Regions from separate parts of the Rattus norvegicus genome. Here region 1 is linked to region 2. The links are chromatin contacts, called in public Hi-C maps. All regions are on one chromosome and are shown on one strand. Each heading gives the region's core, a stretch centred on a gene start, on an enhancer-like site or on the middle of the called end of the contact. The rest is flanking DNA. Distances are from core to core; before and after follow the strand shown. Region 1 holds the start of Odc1 (ornithine decarboxylase 1). Region 2 has its middle 19 kb from the start of Cfdp1l1.

Evidence for each region. A called contact is a pair of places that touch in the nucleus more often than the background predicts.
Region 1: a contact with region 2 is called in a Hi-C map of liver, with 6 times the contacts expected there. The contact joins the promoter of Odc1 here to the enhancer-like site in region 2. A contact is called at or near these places in 3 of 12 Hi-C or Micro-C datasets (kidney and liver).

What each region holds. Positions count from the first base shown.
Region 1 is chr6:46,056,924-46,060,876 of GRCr8, reverse strand. It overlaps Odc1 (ornithine decarboxylase 1), which reads right to left and starts at 2,212. Exons shown (of 12, transcript NM_012615.3): 1 at 2,026-2,212; 2 at 62-145. It overlaps Snora80l1 (small nucleolar RNA, H/ACA box 80 like 1), which reads right to left and starts at 1,030; the gene lies at 897-1,030.
Region 2 is chr6:45,961,982-45,965,994 of GRCr8, reverse strand. No RefSeq gene overlaps it. Among named protein-coding and RNA genes, the nearest start is that of Cfdp1l1, 19 kb to the left of the region's middle. Within about 2 kb of position 1,599, at least 1 of the 93 cell types and tissues checked has an H3K27ac peak or open chromatin away from gene starts, as enhancers often do. A contact at or near this core is called in liver, where this site is marked.

The DNA.
Region 1 (3,953 bases), core at 963-3,462, 94 kb before region 2:
AATGCACTCAAAGTCTTAGCACTGCTTCAACACAAATTCACAAGTATAAACTGATACTTACACAGAAAACCTAGAGATGGAATTAAATTATGGCCAGCTCTCACAAGGTCAACTCTGAATGCTGTCTCCTGGAGTGGTGGAAACACTAGTGAGTAGAAACACAACATGTTGCTATCTCCCTTGAAATCTTACCATTAAAGGTTACACACTGCAACAGTATACCAGAGAGTACACAGTACAGGAAGATCAACTGTGAGGTCAGAACTACGTGAAGACCCCCCCCCAAATATCTCCAATACTCAAATAGATTCCACACTGTTCAAAACTGAATGCCACAGCTCTATACACATAGAACATCTCAATCCCTGCCCCTCTCCAAAACGGAACGGAGTTAACAGTCTAATTACTGGCATTATTACATGTTCCTATCTGCTTCATTTGAGCCATTCCAGCTCTTCAAAAACTTTAATGGGCATACAGTAACATGCAGTCCTGAAAAGGTCTTTTTCTCCCACTTGCAGAGTTATGCTGAATGACTTAGTGAATACAGTATATCAGGTATCCAGAGCACTCAATGTTAGTGTGCAATCCACCAAAACTTCCCTAACTTTTATGCAGTACTAGCATTTAAAAAAATTCAATTCACAGTATATTGTTACTGTTATGAAACATCAGTATTCTAGAGCCTGGATTGCCTACCAAATGCGCACTTCTGGGAATCCAACAGTCCTCAAGTGCCTTCTAATATCCACTTATGGATAATAACCATATTGAAGGAATTTTTGGCCAACTTTTTTACTAACAAAAATAAGCAAGATCACCACGCTTAATAAAAGCTCCTGCCTGGGTCTTATGAAATGGACACCAGCAGCAAGTGGCCAGGTAAAACTTTTTTCCATTGTGTGACCCACTTCAGTGCCAGCAGCCTACATGCACCAAGGCTGGGCAATGGTTAGGAGCCAGTTTGCTCTAGCACGGGACACTATGAGAGGCCCACGGGGATGAGCCTGTCATAAATCCAAATCCATGCATGATAAAGCACACTTTAAGCTTTAAGGAGACTTTTGGCACTGGTCAACTTCGTTAGCTGCATAAACCTCTCTTAAGTGAAGACTACAGACCAGCGCCAGCCAACTCAGTTGTATATCACTTAGAACTGATGAATGGGCTTTGGCAGTAACTTTGTAATTTTAGGTCTTGTTAAGTATTTTCCAGGCAGCCTTCCGGCTTAAACCTGGAAAACTTTCATTGAAATACCACTTATTTTGCCTTTCCCTATCTTTGCCTCAATACAAAAAAAAAAAAAAAAAAAAAAGAAAAAGAAAAAAAAGATAAAAGAAAAAAAATGCTAACACTTTGGCATGGGAAGCAGCTAAATCCTGTTAAACAATTAGCACAAGAAGTTAAATCTGGATGAGATACAAGCCAATTAAAACAAAAATGAACTCCAGTCAAATTCTGCCCGATGTTAGGTTTGAATAAAACAAGCCACTGCATTCTTTTGTCCTCTCCCAGACATTCCTGACAGGATCTGCTCCCCAGTTCTACCAGTTATTGAGGATTCTGAGTCGGGCTTCCAAGACAGCCGGGAATCCGGTTTCCCGTAAACCCCTAAGTCATTCAAAGAGTTCAGTTCTAAATCCAAGTCACAGCCGGTGAGTATTCATTAGCAGGGACTCCCTGACTAAATTAGGTCTATCGACTTCCACTTCGAGTCCATCAGCTCTGCTCTGTACACGTAGCAAAACTAAAGAAAGCAGGAAACTGCAGGGCGGCTGCTAGCGGCCGGGCTCCCCTGCACCTGCCCTCCATCACCGCCCGGGCAAGTGGAGCGCCGAGCCCGGCTGACACGATGCGGGCTCCCATGGGGCGATCCGAGGGCTTGCAGCCAAGGGCCAGGAACAGCTGCTGCCTTCAGGGCGGAGGCTCGCAAGGTCACCAGCCTCCGGCCACGTGTCCCCTGCCGGCGACCGCAGTCCGGGCCTCGCGACACGTGGCCGCACAATCCTCCCGCGCCCCGCTTACCTCACAGCACAGGGAAGCGGCTGGCTGGACCCATGGAGAAGCCGCCACTAAACCCCAAGGCGCACCCGGCCGTCTTCCCGCCGCCGCCCCGTCAGCCGCCTCGTCGAGCCCGCCGCAGTCGCCGACCGGAGGTGGCGCCGAGCTGCTGACTGAAGGCGGCCGGCGGCGGCGGCTGCAGGGACTGACAAAGCCCGACGGTGCGACGCGCCGCTACTTATAGGCGGAGCACGTCGTCATGGAGACGCACCAGCTCAAACCAGCCCCGATCGGTTCCGGCCGGGAGGCGCGGGGGAGGGGCGGGGACTCCTTGGCGGCCAACCCGGTTCCCGACGCCGGAGGCGGGAGGCGCGGGCCCGGCGCGTCAGTGGGGCGGGGCGCCGCGCGTGCCCAGCCCCCCGCCCATCCGCCCGCGCTCCCCGCCCGGCCTCGTGCCGGACACTCCCTGCGGCAGGCCCGCGCACGCGCACCACACCACCAGTCCTGACTACCAGCTTGCCGCAGGGTCCTATGGGCAGCAGGCGGGATTCGGCCGGTGCATGCGCACAGGCGCTTGGTCGTCCGTCTTGCAACCGGTTCAATCACGCAGTCTCTCCCCGGGTCCTAACGGCTGAGCCCTGGCCTGGAAGACTAGCAAAACTCTTCCTCGGCTTTGCATTCAGCGCGTAGTATTTATTCCCTGGCGGGATCGCAGGTGCGAGCCGAGGATGGATGGGCCTTGAGTTGTGTGCGGGCCACGTAGACTAGACTTCGTGGTGTAGATTGACCCTGCTTCACCACCCTGTGTGCCTATGCCTGAAAACTTGCTGAGAGACAAGCCAGCAGAGGCTGGAGAGCCACTCCGTTTTACGTTGGTAGCTTCCAACTAGATTCTAGGCACCAGTTGCATGCTAAGATAATGCCTTTTATCTAAGCAAGAGTCGCATGTTAGGGAAGAGGTTGAGGGGTTTCAAGCCAACAGCTGTCCCTTATTCTGTTAAATCTTTCAGGGTAGCTACAACTAAGTCACTTTGAGAAGTCTGGACCGGAAAAGAGTCTGGGCAGTGAATTTGTATCCACCAAAGTTACATTGGTTTTTTTTTTTTTTTTTTGGTTCTTTTTTTTTTGGAGCTGGGGACCGAACCCAGGGCCTTGCGCTTCCTAGGTAAGCGCTCTACCACTGAGCTAAATCCCCAGCCCCCACCAAAGTTACATTGTTAAAGAATAAGTGGGACTGACTGGTTACTTACATATTCAGTATTGGGAAGACTTAGGAGTAACTCCAACTTGTTACTATGTACACGCTGTTAATGGTTTGTTAATTCTCAACTAAAACCCCTTTCCAAGCCCGGATGCCGGGATCCCAGAGGAGTACCAACAAAAACTATCTTGAAGAATCACAGCAAAGCAAATGAAAAAAGTAGCTTTCGAAGTAGCTTTTTCAAGCATGAGACCAGATGACCCAAGCCTTTAATCCCAGCACTCAGGAGGCAGAGGCAGGCTTTTTGTTTATTTGATTTTTTGTTTGTTTTTGAGACCTGGCTTCTGGGTGTAGCCCTGGCTGTACTGGAACTCCCTCTGTAAACCAGGCTGTCCTTGGACTCAGAGATCCACCTGCCTCTGTCTCGGGAGTGGTTGGATTAAAGGTATGTCCCTTCACCAGCTAGATCTCTGTAAATTTGAGACCAGCATAGTCTACAAAGAGTTCCAGACCAACCAAGGCAACATAGTGAGACCCTTCACAAAAACAAAGCCAAACAAACAAACAAACAAACCCTACTGGCTTTTCTTCAGAGGTCCCTAGAGGAAATCCACAATCTAGCTCCCCTCCTAAATTGCTGTGCAATTGTTTTGTGCAAGCCCCCTTCAGTCTTCATCTCATGTACCCAAGTCCTGGGAGGAAAACCCTGGTACCCACTTCAAGACCTGGGGCATAGTCCGTGAATATTTGT
Region 2 (4,013 bases), core at 350-2,849:
CCATGGGCTGCCTCCCCCTAACCCCCACAATCAATCACTAATTAAGACAATGCTTCACAGATTGCAAGGAAGCTCTCAATGGCTCCTTCCTTTCAGACGACTCTAGCTTATGTCCAATTAACATACAACTGTCAGGACAGGTCTGTCCAGACTGCACTACAGACATCGCTTGCTATGGACGTAGAAGAGTTGGGTGGACTTGACTCTGATGTTGCCCCTTCTGTTCCCAGGTTAGTCTTCCAGCTACCCCATTAACTGAAAACCCTTTCTTTTCCCTGTGAGGCAGGAAGAGAGAATTAGCAAGACATGGCTATGAGGCATTAAAAATGTTAACTCCAGGACATTCAAACGACCTGTCACTCAGACTACCCTAGACCACTACCATGATTAGATGCCCTCCTCCAGCAAACAGTGAAAAGCTATCACCTACAGAAGCCAAAGAAGAGTCCACCCTTCAGACTCTGGACCCCAGACTGGGGCTCTTGAGTGCACTCCCATTCTGTGAACCGTATTCTCTGGTTCTATGCTCACCTCTAATAAATCTGTATTTTTTTTTTTATTCTACTCTGCTCTTGTTGGACTATTTGCCTGAAATACAGAGAACCCGGACCTTGATTGTGGGGCACCCCGGAAACTCCCTCTAGTAACACTGGGAGCAGGAAGTGGCTAAGAAGACTTCCAGTCCACTACTCACAAATCTGACTTCCTGTTGCAGCTATAAATGCACGCGTAGGTAGAAATTAAATACCAGAACAGGGGACAGTGTCCAGAGTATGTAAATAATTTCCCTAAGGCAGCAACAATAATAACAATATGGACCCCTGGGCAGTGGTGGCACACACCTTTAATCTCAGCACTGGACAGACAGAGAGGCAGGAGGATCTCTGAATTGTAGGCCAGCCTGGTCTATATAGCGAGTTCCAGGGCAGCCAGGGCTACACAGAGGAACCCTGTCTTGAAAAACAAAACAAACACACAAATAAACAAATAAAAAAATAGGACCCAACTGAAAAACAGACAAGGTCTTGGATAGTGGCTTCTGATGGTCCCTACACACCCAGAAAGATGCCAAGTGGCGACAGGAAAATGCAAATCAAAGACACAGGAGGGGCCTATGGGGTGGCTCAGTGGGTGAAGGTGCTTGCTGTCAAGCCTGTCTTGAGTTCGATCCCCAGGACCCATAAGGTGAAAAAGGAGAATCAACTCCTTAGAGGTGTCTTCTGACCTACATATGGGCACACAGACATGCACACTAACTAAATCTTTGTTTACAACGATGTGGGGGAGCATTGTAACTCCTTACATAGTTGAACAGTATTCACAGCTGCACACTGCATGCTAAACAGGAGGGAGCAAGCCAGTGTCCCTGGTAACAAAGGAACAGAGAGGCAGCATGTGGTGTGCGCCCATTCAACAGGGTTATTACGCAGCCACAGGAAGGAGTGGCATGCCAACATGCTACCACAGAGATCAACCTTGAACACCACATAGTTAGCGAAATGAGCTAGACACAAAAGGTCAAGACTGGACGGTCCCACGAGATGAGGCAACTTCACGGTCAGCAGCTAGAGCAAAGGTCACCAGCAGCTGGGCAGGCTAGCGGTCACGGGGCACAGGGTGTCACCAGGTAACAAAGCTTTGGAAGTGGACAGTGGAGATGCCACCCCACAGTGTGCACAAACTTAGTGCCACTGAATTTCATGCTTAATGAGTTGCTCACGTCGGGCTGGGGACATGGCTTTGCAGTTAAAGGAGCTTGTGTTGCAGGAGGACCCACGTTCAGTCCTTATCACCCACATGGGGGCAGCTCACAACTTCAAGTAATTCCAGTATCCTCTTCTAGTCCCTGAAGGCACAGGCACACATAGACTACCTACACACAGTCACACACAGTCACACACAGTCACACACAGTCACACACAGTCACACACAGTCACACACACACACACACACACATTTTTAAAAAAATATTTATTTTCATATCATGTGCACTGGGGTTCTACCTACACATATGTCTTTACATCTGCATGACAGTGTCGGATCCTCTGGAACTGGAGTTACAGACGGTTGTGAGCTGCCATGTGGGTGCTGGGAATAGAACCCAGGTCCTCTGGAAGAACAGCCAGTGCTCTAAGTGCTGAGTCATCTCTCCAGCCCCATACCCCCCACCCCCAAAATTTTAAAAATTATTTTAAAAAAATGTTTAAAAGGCCATTTGGGACACACCCCCAAATGGTGGCTCATTTGTCAATTTGACAGGATCTAGAATCTAGGAGACAAACTTCTGGGCATGCCTGAGAGAGAGTTTCTAGGTGCAATTGTTGAGGTGGGAAGACCCACCCTCACCGTGGGCAGCACCATTCCCTGGACTTGGGGTCCTGGACTGAATCAAAGGGACAGAGAGCTGAGTGCCAGCATTCACCTCTCTGCTTGACTGCAAATGCAATGAGGTCCGGTGCCTCCGCAGTGCCCCTGCTGCCGTGCATGTGCCTTCCCCGCCATGACGACTGTACTCCCGAACCGTGATCCAAAATAAACCCTTCCTTTCTCTAGTCGCTTCTGTTATTTTTGTCACAATTCACAGTGCGAAGCTGTAGCGCAGGGCCCGGGTGCGGAATGAAAGGGTACGGCAGTGGAACAGAAGGCTGGCTATGCTGCCTCTCTCTGGGCCTGCAGATGTGGCTCCTTCAGGCACTGGCCTACTGCATGGAAACCACTTAAAGCGTTGGGAGGGAAATTGAAGTTGAGTCATCACTGCAGGATGTACAAAGGCGGTAACGGCAGGACCCCCAAACTTGGCATCCTCAGAGGAAATGACCTTGTTTTGCAGCCTCTCCTGTCACCTAGCCTGCTCATCAGGGACAACTGTGTTTCATCTTAAGACATTTCCAAATGGAGCGTGCTGGCGAACACTTCCGCAAACACATCCGGGAGAAGCGGGCCATGCTCCAGCTCTGGGGCCCGGTTGCCTCCAGGGTTTATACAGGAAAAGGCTGAAGCTGGCAGGAAGCCTGGGGTCTCCTAGGTTGCTTTCTGGGCAAAAAGAAAGAAAGAAAAGAAAAGAAAAGAAAAGAAAAGAAAAGAAAAGAAAAGAAAGAAAGAAAGAAAGAAAGAAAGAAAGAAAGAAAGAAAGAGAGAGAAAAAAGAATGGCAGAATGGAGAAGGTCACCCAGTCCCAAAGGGTGCTCACTCCTCTTGCTCTCAATAAAATCAAGACACCTCCCCATTTCTTCCTCCCACCCACCCCCGCCTCGTTCCCCCCCAGGATCCTGTTTGTGTTTGCTTGGGCTTCAGCCTCCTTTTTCTCTTCCCGGGTGCCTAGAAACCCACAGATTCACCCACAGGATTCCCCAGCATGTGTCTTCTAGCACAGAAGGCCTACAGCAAGCGCCAGCTTCTGCCCCAACCCCTGTGGAGTGTTCTCACTGCCCCACTTTCCCGGCTCCTTTCTCTTTCAGCATTTCCAAGCCCACAGATGTGATGTGCCTGACTGGGGCCCTGACTGGCAAGGATGAGGCTAATCTCCAGATGGGCAGCTGTCTCCTCTGACGTATCCCACTGGTACCTCTGCTCCCCTCAGTTAAATACAAACCCTGGTATTAAACCTGCTCATTTCTCTGGAGTGTGTATGGTCATCATGGTCCTTGGGGCTCTGTGGGTGAGGGCACGGCGTGGCAGTGGTGGAGTTGCCGATGGGATCACGGGTTACTGGGAAACCTAGTCTGAATGGTTGGTAGCCCTCACCTAATTCAGGCAGGCTGATGGCTTTTCAGAACACTCTGCCCCCAGGAAGGGAACATGTTCTACTCCTGGCCTTGCCCATTATCACCGTGGTCACCTAGGATCACTTGGCCAGGAGCCAAGCACACACAGTGTTCTTCCTGGAACCTGCCATCGCTGGGAGTGGCTAAAGCGAGGGTTAAGTCAAGAACCAGGCCTGTCAAGAGGTGAGCTAAGATTTTTAAGAGCGGTGGGGGATGGGCCACTCTAGGGTGGTGCCCTATGCACTGAAT